2 separate regions of the Danio rerio genome follow, and region 2 is linked to region 1. The links are chromatin contacts, called in public HiCAR-type maps. All regions are on one chromosome and are shown on one strand. The core of a region is the stretch at or near the end of the contact, and the rest is flanking DNA. Distances in the headings are between cores, read along the strand shown. Region 1 holds the start of znf750 (zinc finger protein 750). Region 2 holds the start of atp5pd (ATP synthase peripheral stalk subunit d).

Region 1 (6,887 bases), core at 3,768-6,267:
AGACTTGGCTTAACTTTTCTGAAACCACGTTTGGCAAAATGGAGGTAATTAAGGAGTAAATGATTGACACAGCATGAAGAAATCAACCCAAAACAATGTGTCAATTGTGTTTTTCATGACCAGGTACCAGAGGGGAAGTCGGTCACTTGCTGTGAACCTGGCCCAGTCTTCTGTCACTGAAAGTGTAGAGGCTACAAAACCTGATCTAGAGTCTGTTAGCCAGGAAGAAGACTATGACATACCTCAGGAGGTAGAGAATGTCATTGGTAAATATCTATTTGTTTTATTTTCTTAACATTCTCTTGTAAAAGAAACAAACATTCTCTTGTAAAGCTAATTTGCATAATCTGTTGTAGAACAACTGCTGTTGGGACTGAAAGACAAAGAGACTATAGTCCGATGGTCTTCTGCCAAAGGGTGAGAATAGTCACGTTCGTAAATTACACTTTGTTTTATTTGGCCTAACTGAACTGGCTATCATAGTGTCATGCTTCTCTCTGAAAAAAATGTATAGCAAAAGCAAATGATTATTGTTATTTTTTTAACCAGCATTCCTTTTTTTAACTGTCTGCAGGATTGGAAGAGTAACTGGTAGACTGCCTAAAGAGCTTGCTGATGACGTGGTTGAATCTGTTTTAGATTGTTTCAGGTATGAAATTACATACCTGAGATGTAATGATATGATTGAAGTGTTTTCAAATACGGAATTTTATTATATTACACTATATATATTTTTTTTATAATGTGCAGTTTTCAGGAAACAGATAATGCTTGGCATGGGGGCTGCCTGGCTCTTGCAGAGCTAGGCCGAAGAGGACTGCTGCTTCCTTCTCGTCTGTCAGACGGTTAGTTTGTATTTTCTTTTAATCTGTTATATTTGAAACCTGCCTTACCAACATAAGTTATGGTGGCTGAGAGAGCTTTAGCCTGCTGCAATTTAAGAAAGCATATGCAATTACAAAAAAAAACGCCAGCAAATTGAGAAAAGATCTGTTTGACAGCACACGTCATTTCTGCATTACACTTTCGAATAGCTCCAAAAACAAATAAACTGTTTCAAGGAGACCATAAATCGTGACAGACCTGACTATTCAGGTAATGATTCTTTAGGCTTATAAATACAAAAGACATGGTTCTCGGGATATTAAAATAAACAAACAGGAACTCGCCTATCAAAGATCACTTACAACTTCGCTGAGCACTTCACAGCACAGCGGCATCCATCACTTGAGTTTTTCCATTTTTGGGTCCACTTGAAACACTCAGCCATCGTATTAAGTAGTCAAACTCATTAATCCTAATCTGAGAATAATGTGCGTTCTTTGTACTTATCATGCCCCACTTCAGAAATACTCAGGAAAATGAAATAAAATTTATTCAAACACTTTATTCAAATATTACAAGTTTGGCTTGTTTTTTTATTGAGTAAAAATGCCACCACCCACTCACTTTTTGTTACATTACATTGAATATTTGTCAAAGCGAACAAGCTTCTTAGTAAACTGGGGTGCTGTCTTTTTCTAGTCAGTGCATAATGTTTATACATCAAGAATACTTAAAAACGTGTTTATTTACATAAATCTTTAAGGGAGATGCTTTTATTCAAAGTATCTTACATTGAACGTATACATTATCAGTTCAATCATAACTTTAAAATTCATAAGTAAGTTATTTTACGGCCATAAATACTATAATAATTCAAGACTTGATAGTAGCTGCTGGCCATATTTCTGCAAAGTCTCTCTTTAATGTTGATGTTTTCACTGGACCGCTTTTCTCTCTCAACCATCTGAATTGCAGCAGTTCACTATTTAACTACTCTTCATCAGCAGTTTTGTGACCTTTTTCTTCGTGGACGGGATGATTCTTTAACCTTTGCTCGTTTGTTAGTGTTTCTTAAGGGTCTATTATTTGCCCTTTTTTGTCCCAATGCCAACACGCTTGCATTGAGTATGTTAGGACTGTCTTTGACTGAGCAGTTGTCAGAAGAAGGAAGACACTTAGTGTTCTGGCTCTCGGTCACACCTTGTTGCTTAACAGAAGTGTCATTGATGATGTCCCTTGAGCTAGCTAACTGGCATAAAGCAAAGGCTGCTGTCTGCCTTTGGTCACATGGTTCTAGATCCTGGGGTGACTCAGTTGTGGATACTTCAGCATTGCTGATGGTTTCTTTTTCCGGAGTTTCAGAGGTGTTGGGCAAGGCTTGGTTGCTGGACTGTACCCTGAGGCAGAGGTTGAGCGGAGCCTCTTCTTGACTACTTTCTGAATCATAATGCAGTTCTCGGTCAGGATAGTGATGATGTGTCATGTTGTCGGATGTGGCCTGGTCCCTTTTTGAAAGGTTAAGAGGACCTATCTCCTCTTCGGTTTCTTCATCCTCTTCCTTGTCTGAAATGTCACTGCTTCTTGCAGAAATTGTGGTTTGTGAATCATACCTGTAAAGATGAGACAAGATGTCATGTTATGAATGTTTTGCAAGGAGGAAATTAATCATGCGTATATCATATTTATTTGTCCCGCTTAGATTGTACCTACCTTTCTGTCTTTTGTAACACTTTCTCTTGATTTTGTCCACATGGCATTTTGGGTAAGTTATCATTTGCTTTAGTCGACCCTGATATGATATGCGATTGGCTGCCTGAGTGAGACTCCCCATGGGAAGCAAGTCTGAGTCCAACAGGGATACGCTGGGTGACATCTGCAGTACTGGGCCTGTCTGGAGACCCAGAGGCATCACATCCTTCTAAAGGACTCTCGCGAATACCTTTGTCTCCTGTATTATGCTCCTGCACTGCCCTATCCTCAGCAAGCCTGCTGTAAGATTCAGGATGCGTTAGGGGGACCAGGTGCCCTCCATACTCTCGAGGATAAAATCTGCTACTGTACACATCCAGAGGAAGATACCTGGATCTCTGTAAGGGTATAGAGAGTTCAGGGTGCTGATAGAAGCTGTAGGGTAGAGGTGGACTGGGGAAAATAGAGTGACCATATCTGTAGTGATAAGGGTGGAGAAGGGAAGAATTAGGTGGGATCAAAGGTGACGGCACTAGTGGTCTCTGGGTCTCTCGAGGTGCTACTTGGTAGGCTGGAGTGCTTGCTTGGTTATGTGGGTAGGGTGCGTAGAGGGGAGGCAAGGACCTTTCGGGCACCATGTATGGAGGATATTCTGGTATTGGAGGAAGAAGATGTGCTGAGGAAGCAGATGTTACCCAAGGTGCAATTTGTTGGTAGAAGTGAGGAATGGTTGATTGATCATCCTTATGTGGAGACAAAGAAAGAGCTTCACTTTCGCATGTTCGTGCAACTGGCGAGAAGGCCGAAGATATTTTGTTCTGTGCAATGTCCATGTCTTCACTTTTGTCCTTGGCCTCAAGAGCTGGCTCAGTGTCATCTTTACTGACCTCCTTGATGGGACTTTGAGGCTTTTCTCTTGCTTCCTTAGTCACCGCTTTCTCAATCTTGACATTTTCTATAGGTTTGGTTGATTCAGCATCCAGTGGTAGCTCTTTGCTGTTGTGACTGAAAGCTGGGCTATGCTGGGAAGCTCTGGATGCTTTCCCTGTCTGTTCCATGCGCTGAGACACCAGAGAGATGGAGTTCTTGCACAGATTATACTTCATGTGGTTGAAGAGGTGAGACTTGATGTTGCAGGTGAATGGACATTGGAAACACTGATATTTAAAAGGCTTGCCAGGAGGACGAGGAATGTAATGGGGTTTCTTCGGTTTTCTGCCCTGAAGGGTTTCCATAGTGGTGCAGTTGTTCAAATCCAGTGCTGCGTGGTTTGTCAGTCCTATCTGCCAATGGGGAAATAAAAAAAAAAATGTATATATGATTAACAGTTCTGCCACACCCTGTAAGAGCAGCACTCTTCATTTGTTTTTGGGTCACAACTTACTAGTAATAGAAATAAATATAGCAAATTCATTGTCTTTTAAACCTTTTATTTAGAATGTAGCCGCTCTTTAATGTTTGCTGGATTCTGTTTTAGCATGACACACTCTAGCTGCACTACCGAAGCCTGAAGTGTAGGCCTGTAGAAACATGCTCCCCTTCTTCAAAATTTGATGGCGTGGGAAACCTCATACACCTGTTTCCCATGACCTTACCTGCAGGATACAAGATATTTAAATGTTAATCTTACTCGCACTGTAAATGTAGAGAAGCTACCCCAACTATTCATTTGAAATCGGATTTTATAACACTGGTAACAACATGGACTTCTTCAGTGCTTGAAGGAATTTCTTCTACAGTTCATCACTACAATGAGGATACGTAATGGTCTGGTAAGTGTGCAAAGATTTTGAGGCCTGAAGGTTTGTATTGGTGCTAAGAAGATTGAAGAAAGAGATTGTCAGGCAAGTTATGCAGAAAATGACTCCACCTTAAGGAACCTGTTTGTCACTAGCTGTCGCAAGAAGTGGTGGCTCAGGTTTTGGCTCCCATGTTTTATACGAAGCCGCTCCCTCCTCAAGGCACAAATTAAAAGACATTTTTTGTTGGATTGTGAAATTACATTTTGCTGCAATATCCATTGTTTCCTGGTTTTAATTCTGTAAATAACCCAATATCTTGTGAAATGTGAAAAAGTTTATTTTTTTTCTAAATGGAAAAACTTTATAGGTTGCTTATAGCCTGAACAACCACATGACAAGTAAACTTTTTTTACAAGGTGTAGTCTAGCAGGTGCAACTAAAGTCAGCTATTTGGATCTACCTCTGAAACACCTGCCTGACATGACACCAACAGTTAAGCTTTAAGAAATGTTACAGTTGATCATACACATGAACAGTACATATGAACAACAGTAACAATGACTGCAGTCATTATCAATCGACATTGTCATACTCTTACCTGTTGTCAGATTCCACGTTCACGATATTGGATGTATCATTGATGGATGTAGATCCACAGTGGTCATCCAGAAGTCTCTGAAGTGGAAGAGTTTGTCTGGCGTGCTTGTCCTCGAAATCGACTGTCTGTTCGTTTAGGTGCTCCGTCTAGATTCTGATGAGTCTGATGAGCCTCTCGCCTTCTCTCTTAGGTGTTGACTCTGTGGGGTGGAGTCTGTGCCCAAGCAGTAGAGCCCTGAGGCAGCATCAATGCGCCTGCTATTAGGCAAGCCCCAAGCCACGATACGCTGCTAGTTTGCCTCCTTGTCTCACCTGCTTGTGACAATCCACATGGACTTTAAAATCCAGACAAGACTGTTTGCGCCTTTTGTTTGCCTAAATGGTTGAATTAGCTCAGGAGTGGTGGAGTTAGGTGTGAAGCAGGTTTGAGGATGTTGTCAGAGGGGTGTGGAAATATTCAGGACAACCAGTGAGATTTGCATGTGTGCTGCGCTTGATGTGAAGTGTCTTTCAGAGTGATTATGAAAATTCTTGTTCTGAGCTTGCAGTTATTTATGCTGCATCCGGATCGTAGTTTTCACAAATGGGGTTAGTTTTATTTTGAAATACATTCACATTTATTCACAATACAGTACTCACTGCATATACAGCATGAATCATAAACTGTGAATACTGTTCATTTTGGCCCCACCAACATTTTAGGAAAATTGTTCCTTGTAATATCTTTCCAAAAAAAGTATTTATTTTTAGTGTAATTATGTGTATCTATTTGTTTGCAACACTTTTTATGTACCACGTTTCAGTACATCCAATACATACATTTTTGTGTGTGTGTGTGTGTGTGTGTGTGTGTGTGTGTGTGTGTGTATGTATGTATATATATATATATATATATATATATATATATATATATATATATATATATATATATATATATATATATATATATATATATACAGGCTTTATACAAAAATTAATCTAATAAAAAATGACTTTAATATTTAAGTTTTCAGCAGTGATAACAAGAATGAAAACTTTTTTGGTTCGAGAAAGAAATTGTTCAACAAGTTACAGTATACTGTCTAGCGGAAAATAAATAATAAATAAACTATTTATGAATAAATAATTTGAATACATTTAAAAAATATATTAAAGGTAATAAATAAAATATGCATAGACACAGTAAACAAATGAATGATTACATTATATTTTACATGCAGACAAAGTCGTAGAAAAAAAATAGCAATGCAATAGTGATTAAAATGTACGTCCTACAATTTAATCATTTTAAATTTACCCTGCTTTAGACAGAAATAAGGAATAGCATCTTAGTTCAGCAAACTTTATACAAAACACCAGCAGTTATCCCCGCTATCATCCTCTAACCACAGAAAGTGGATTGCTGGATTGCATTTATAAATACAAGCACAACCATGTGAGAGGGATGCAGGCTTGCTATTTGTCTTGTTACAGCGTTGCCAGCCAATAAAGAATGTGTTCCCTTCGTGGACATCAGGATGGCAAGAAATAATTTTGCTAGCTTGGGTAGTAAAATAAAACTGGTGTTCATAACGACCACCTTTCGAGAGAATTTCCCATGGTGTTAATGTCAGGCATCTGAAAAAAATCTTATATTTAATCCTCAGTTGTAGTTTGGCTGCTTTTAACTTTGGATCAGGATGTTTGTCGCTTACGTTTGTCATTTTGATTTCGTTTATGGAAAATTTACGCTCGAGAAGTGGATTGTTTCTGACAGCACCTACTAGTGGTTGAAGTAGTTGATCGCTCGACTAGTCTATGCAATAGAGATGTGCGGATCAGCTTAAATGATACCCGGCGGTGGGGGGATAGTCGTGGACTCCACCCTCTCTATTCTGCCTTCGTAGGCAGCCGCCTGGGTTGCCTCTAAGCATGCGCCAGCTCAGTGTGAATATCAACAGCAGATTCAGTGAGCTTTAATCTGCGCATCTCTGATAGTAAAATAATACTTTAATCGTAAACGTTTTTAAATGAACATTTATTTATAAAAACAAA
Region 2 (7,164 bases), core at 2,035-4,534, 290 kb after region 1:
GCAGTATAGAGTCCCTATTACTATACTGGGGCATTAGGACCCACACAGACCGCAGGTTGGGCACCCCCTGCTGGCCTCACTTACACCACTTCCAGCAGCTTAAAGGTTCCCATTCTATGACTCACTCTCTAACATTCAATAAATAAATTAATCAATTTCCATGACCTACAATAAACAGGTAGCGAGTATTTTAAATCAATCCATTTGAAGCTTTATTTACTTTTTTACAGATGTTTTATTTCAAAAGTAATTTTTAAGTTTTGATTGATTGACAAAAAATAAAATGCAAAAGTATATTTAATCACGTGTTATGTCACATCGGTTTAGTATACTTGGTTTAATTCATGAAATTTGACTTATTGCTGGTTTACAAGTCAGAAAAAGGAATAAAACGGCATTAAAAGTAGCATAAACCGTAACAATGACCAAAACACATTTAAACAATGTGCTAAGCAACCCAGTTAAAGTTAAAGTTTTACATTAAAGTAAATAAAAATTTCATTTTAAAACAACAACAAAAAAACTAGTATTCAACCTAACTTTCAGAAGTAAACTTTCAGAACTAACTTTCTGAAGTAAACCTTTTAAAATGTATTACCATATTACCCTGAAATTAGTGATAAACTTTTTAATGTTATATGCTTCTTTTTAAGTTTAAATTGATGTGGCCATCCTTAAGAGTAGTTTGATAAATGTTAGATATGTATATATTCTTCACATTAACTAGTAAAAATATTAATAATAAATAAATAAATAATAATAACAATTAATAAATCACAAAATATATATTTAAAAAAAGGAAAAAAAAAAAGAAACAGTATACTTTAAAACTGTTTCACGTTTTAATTTTTATCCTGAAGGAAATGTATAAAATCTAGTTATATTGGGGGGGATTGGGTGTTGGTGATGGAGAAGTCATGACATTTTTATATATTATATCAGAATAAATTCTGTTAAGATGTTTTCCCCCAAACATTAAGTCCAGGACCCTCTACTGATCAGCACCTGACCCGTGTTTTACTCAGGACCACAACAATCTTGGCTTACAAAGCACATTAGCTTTGTTTAAATAAATAAATAAATAAATGGCTGTAATGAATTTACCCATCGCTCCTACATAATTTACAAATTAGACAAATCGTGTGGTTCATGTTCTTCATGTACAGTCCAGTGGACTCACTTTGCTGAGATGGCATCGCTGCGGGTCTTCAGACTGTTGAACATGGCCCTCTGGTTCGGTGGGACCCTCTCTGCAAAAGCCAGCCAATCAATGGCCTTCACGGCTGCACGTCGACCTGCCATTTTGCTGCTCCTACCAAAACATTTTAATTCAGAGGTGCTTATTATGAACTTCGCAGAAGTTAAGCAAAGACCATCAAGTGCATGCAAAGTAAACTGTATAAGCAACAACTCCCAAGGAAAATAAATTCATGCATATGTCAATTTATTATTATTTATAATATTTATTATTATTAATAACAGTTTGAACTTTTAACCAATTGTTTACTTCAGTCTAACAGAAAGACAACATCCAAAATTTCGGTTATCAGACTGTATTAATTTGTGTCTGTAGATTTAAATTACAACACATATGTATTTTTAGGATTGCCTTCTCAAAATTTATATTTTGGTCTTTGCACAGAGCCATAAATGTCCACCTCAGCAGCAGGTACATACACCAAACTTCACAGTTGTATTAATATCTGTATTCTGAAGGTTTTTACACACATTTATGTTCATAATTTGCCCAATTATGTATATATACAGAGCATTTAAAAATGTGTCTTTTTGGGTATAGTGTTACTGAATTATGAAGAAGAGCAATTCCAGCGTTATGGATGTGACATTTGCAGTAAAAACTAAGAACATAAATTCACATGGAAAGTGAATGTTAACATATATTGAAACATCATTATACATATATATTATATATTTTTTAGAACAACTGATCACTGAGTTGAGGGAGTAGAACACTATCAATCTGTAAACATGCATGTACTTTTAATGAGGAAAATAAGTATGCGTTATGGATGCGAGTTTGCAGTATAAGAGATACTTTGTAGAAATTCTGTGAATTAAACTGCACAACCCAAAAGAAATGATGCTAATCAAAAGGATAAAATGTCTCTCTATAGAACAAAAATTTACTTTTTTTCAATTTGACATTTTTGCATTTATGAGGGAAAAAAAGTGTCATTATGGATGTGAACATGTCTCTGTTATGGATGTGACGGATCTGAAATTGCCAGTTGTGTGACTTTGGTAAATCAAAGATAATAGTTTGAAAACACTGACAGAAACATTTTTTTGAGTATTTTCAAAGTACTGTAAAATACAAGCCTACAAAAAAAAAATAATAATAATAATAAATAAAAATTAAACGTAAAAAGTTTCATATTTTGGTAAAAACTTTTCTCATGACAAGGTTGACATTTGCATGGAATTGCCCAGTAATAAAAAAACACCAAAATTACCTTTGTAAAAGTCGTTGAAATAAAATAATAATAAATCACCTGACTTAATTCAATGTCAAAATGTCTGTGCTATAGAAATGTATGCAACTTGGTGTGTTTAACAAAATAAAGCCCCATTTGTGTAACAAGGCATATACATATATATATATATATATATATATATATATATATATATATATATATATATATATATATATATATATATAAATTATATTTTTTTTTGCAAACTTCCAATGCAATACAGTTTATATAATTGAATTATTCTTAGAATAGTCATTTATAGCTCGTTATTTTAATTCTCGCCATTATACCTCATTTTTAAACAATTCACCTTGCCTTCATTATAAATGTTTTAACGTAAAGCATTAAATAGTGAGCTATATTTGAACATGTGCTATTATTATACAAAAATAATACTGAATGTTTAACGTTAGATGTTATATGCAAACATTTGTGAATACAAGACTCAGAAAGACACGACTTTACTTACTTAGCTATAAGGTTGATCTCTTTTCTCATTTAAACAGTTCTCATAACAATTAAGATGCATTTTGATTACAGGAATATGGCAAATTAAAACAAAAGAAATGATAATCCTTCTCTAACGCAGAGATAAGTCAACAAGACAAGGTCAGCGTGTTGCGAGCTGACAAATACAACTATGTAAATTCCACGTCGTGTCTCAATAACAGTAGGCTACGTCCTAATATTAATTGTTATGTCGAGAAAAGATAATAGGACCTGTAATTATTAGGAAAATGATGGAATCTTGACCGTACTTACTGCTCAAGGATCAAGCCGCTGCAATGACAGAAGCGTGATGGCGGCTGGAGAGCGGAAACGCGGTTAAGAAAGCAGCGCTCCTTACTGAGACCCAGCGGCTTGGAGAAAAACTGCAGCTCATATGAATAACACACTAGACTGACGAGTCCACCAGAGGGCAGGAAACAGACACATGGCTTAATAAGATTATCCCCCAAGGATTAATATTTTTGTGTAATTTAATTTAAAAAATAAATTCTACAATTGAAGTCAACGGTTTCAGCTTTCTTCAAAGATATGTCTGCTTTAAAAATAACATGGCAAGATTTTGATGCTTGTTTGCTGTTTTAAGCTCTTTTTTTGCAGGTCATGTTCATCCATTCATTTTTTTTTCGGCTTAGTCCCTGAGCCACAATCAATAAATTTTGCATAATTTTTTTCTTTATAGTTAAAGTCCCTTATATAGTATTTGATACAAATGATTATTTTATCATATTGATCTTTTTTTTGCAACCCTGTAAACACCCATACACTCATTCACACACTAATACACATGGCCAACTTAGTTTATTTAATTATACCACATGTCTTTGGACTATGGAAAACCGGAGCCCCTGGTGGAGGAAACCCACACGAACTTGGGGAGAGTGAGTACCCTTCCGCCCCTTATCCTTAACAGAAAATAAATAAATAAATAAATAAATAAATAAATAAATAAATAAATAAATAAATAAACTTGAGGTAAATGAATAAAACATAGGTTAAAATCACTTCAAATTATGGTAATCATTGTTACAGCTTCTGATTTGCAAAGAAACATAACCATGCATGTGCTCTTTTTTTGTCCCTCTGTGTTTGTATACCTTGTGATCCTGATGTCAAAATGTCCTCAATATTTGATTTGTTAAAAAAATATAAGAGCATGCTTAAAACGTTTTATTGTTATTCATATTAATTCATTCGGCTTAGTCCCTTTATTAATCCGGGTCGCCACAGCGGAATGAACCGCCAACTTATCCAGCACGTTTTTGTAGCGGATCCACACACTTATACACTACAGACAGTTTAGCTTACCCAATTCACCTGTACCGCATGTCTTTGAACTGTGGGGGAAATTGGAGCACCCGGTGAAAACCCACGTGAACGCAGGGAGAACATGCAAACTCCACACGGAAACGCCGATGCTCGAACCAGCAACCCAGCGACCTTCTTGCTGTGAGGCAACAGCACCTACTGCGCCACTGCGTTATCACAGTATTTGCATTTTCTTTTTAATACAGTTTAATAAAATTAAAAACAGCATTCATAAAAATATTTTTTGTAATACTGTCACCTGTGTGATAATATCAAGGCCTATTTTTATACAATTAAAAATAAACTACAAAGGTTACAGCCAAGACTGCTTGTCAGCAAAAAAAAAAAAAAAAAAAAAAAAAAAATCTGCCAGTTGTAAGAAATTAATTTCTAAGTAAAAACAACCATATCAGCAAAACAAAACATTAAATACATAAATAAATTGACTACCATATTTAAACGTACTCCTTAACATTATTATGTGATATTAATAAGACTGCTGTAAGAAAACGAAAAAAGCAACAAAAAAAAAAAAACCCCTATGAAAACACCTTATCTTATCATGAAAACGGGATGCTCTTTGTTGAGGTGGGTGGGATTGACGAAATTGTCACTGTCATGCTATTACGTCAGAGTTCGATATTGTGGCAAAGGGGCAAGGATGAAAAAAATCATGATGGAGTTGATAAAGTACAGTCACGAGCTCCCTGTAATCCCGTCTCCATCGCAGCGCTGCCCGCAGGGAGAGTTGCGCGTTCCCGCAGCGCCAGAGCTCGCGTGCCGTTCACCACGCGGGTCACGCAGGGCCGGACAGGGCGAGCGAGCATTCAACAACAGGACCACTACACGGCAAGAACAGATGACCACCAGCTCCTAAAGGTGAGGGGAGAAACATAATAATAAAACTGCTGGATGTTTTTTAGAGGAGCTTCATCACACGGATGAGTAGCCGCGCGCGAGTAAAACAGGTGTGTTGATTTCATCTCATTATCTCTGCTTTGATGCTGGTGGTAGGATATGCGTTAAAAAGTGAGATGAACAGTAATCTATAGATACGTGTTTTAAAAGGTAATTGTAGCTTTAATTTGTGTTATGATGAAATTAATTACTAGTGTGCTAACTGTTATTATATTAAACAACCAACTGTAGCACGTGCAATTTGTTCATGGAGAGACAGCGAAAAATATTAAGCGTGATACAAACATATTGTCGGTTGCCAGTTACAGTTATTCATAGGTCCATGTGGACCAGTGCCCTCAGGAGCTGTTATGCCTGTATGTGCGTGTGATGCTGTGAAACTGAAAAGAAAGAGGAATTAAGAAACTCTAAAGGAGCGCTGAGAATAAATCAGATTTATATTAGTCAAGATCTATATTCGTCATTAGCTTGATCAATTTCCATAATTAGATGTATTAGAATTTTTTTTATTAATTATTATAAGAGTTATTTCATATTGGTTTATTTATAAAGACACGTTGTGATACTGAAATTTTGTGGATGTGCATATGCAATATTATCGAAATAATAATAAAACAATAAAAAAGACACACTGCAAGCTTTAAAGCAAAATTAGATGTTTTGAATCATGATGCTCTCATGGGCAAAATCATAAAAATGCAAAACCCTACAGAAACTGATTTACATAATAAAAATCATATTCATAATTTACTCAATGTTGTTTGCATAAGAAGCTATCATTATATTACCATATGTCTAAAACATAAAGTAAATAATAAAAATAAATTATATTTATAATTGTTATAACCCTAACTCTCAGATTGAATTAAATATACATTTACACAGTCAAATATAATATAATATAATATAATATAATATAATATAATATAATATAATATAGGGCGAAGCAGTGGCGCAGTAGGTAATGCTGTCACCTGACAGCAAGAAGGTCGCTGGTTCCAGCCTCGGCTCAGTCGGCGTTTCTGTGTGGAGTTTGCATGTTCTCCCTGAGTTCGCGTGGGTTTCCTCCGGGTGCCCCGGTTTCCCCCACAGTCCAAAGACATGTGGTACAGGTGAATTGGGTAGGCTAAATTGTCCGTAGTGTATGAGTGTGTGTTTGTGGATGTTTCCCAGAGATGGGTTGCGGCTGGAAGGGCATCCGCTGCGTAAAAACCTGCTGGAAAAGTTGGCGGTTCATTCCGCTGTGGCGACACCGGATTAATAAACAGACTAAGCCGACAAGAAAATGAATGAATGAATGAATAATATAATATAGGCGACACAGTGACGCAGTAGGTAGTGCTGTCGCCTCACAGCAAAAAGGTCGCTGGTTCGAGCCATGGCTGGGTAAGTTGGCATTTCTGTGTGGAGTTTGCTTGTTCTCCCTGCGTTCATGTGGGTTTCCTCTGGGTGCTCTCCCACAGTCCTAAAACATGCGATATAGTTGAATTGGGTAGGCTAAATGCTGACATTGAGTGTGAATGAGTATGTATGGATCTCTGCCATACGCTGCGTAAAACATGTGCTGGATAAGTTGGCAGTTCATTCTGCTGTGGTGACCCCCAGAATAATAAAGGGAGTAAGCTGAAAAGAAAACGAATGAATGAATATAATATAATATAATATAATATAATATAATATAATATAATATAATATAATATAACAGCAAGAGGGGCGCTGGTTCGAACCTCGGCTCAGTTGGCGTTTCTGTGTGGAGTTTGCATGTTTTCCCTGCGTTCGCATGGGTTTCCTCTGGGTGCTCCGGTTTCCCCCACAGTCCAAAGACATGCGGTACAAGTGAATTAGCGAAATGTTTCCCAGAGATGTGTTGCAGCTGGAAGGGTATCCGCTGCATAAAACATATGCTAGATCAGTTGGCGGTTCATTCCACTGTGGC

What was found. HiCAR-type assays count read pairs that join an accessible place to other places.
Region 2: a HiCAR-type map of caudal fin shows a contact between it and region 1, with 8 times the contacts expected there. The contact joins the promoter of atp5pd here to the promoter of znf750 in region 1. A contact is called at or near these places in 3 of 18 Hi-C or Micro-C datasets (caudal fin, hematopoietic stem cells and skeletal muscle) and 2 of 4 datasets of contacts at active chromatin or transcription factors (caudal fin and embryo).

What each region holds. Positions count from the first base shown.
Region 1 is chr3:49,344,725-49,351,611 of GRCz12tu, forward strand. It overlaps znf750 (zinc finger protein 750), which reads right to left and starts at 5,018. Exons shown (of 3, transcript NM_001017786.1): 1 at 4,855-5,018; 2 at 2,536-3,797; 3 at 1,368-2,435. The coding sequence starts at 3,749. The coding sequence ends at 1,826. tbcd (tubulin folding cofactor D) reads left to right here. Exons shown (of 39, transcript XM_073944965.1): 9 at 1-44; 10 at 124-266; 11 at 357-417; 12 at 575-649; 13 at 751-845.
Region 2 is chr3:49,640,444-49,647,607 of GRCz12tu, forward strand. atp5pd (ATP synthase peripheral stalk subunit d) reads right to left here and starts at 3,285. Exons shown (of 6, transcript NM_200702.1): 1 at 3,258-3,285; 2 at 1,181-1,312. The coding sequence starts at 1,302. It overlaps slc16a5b (solute carrier family 16 member 5b), which reads left to right and starts at 4,942. Exons shown (of 5, transcript XM_021474725.3): 1 at 4,942-5,189.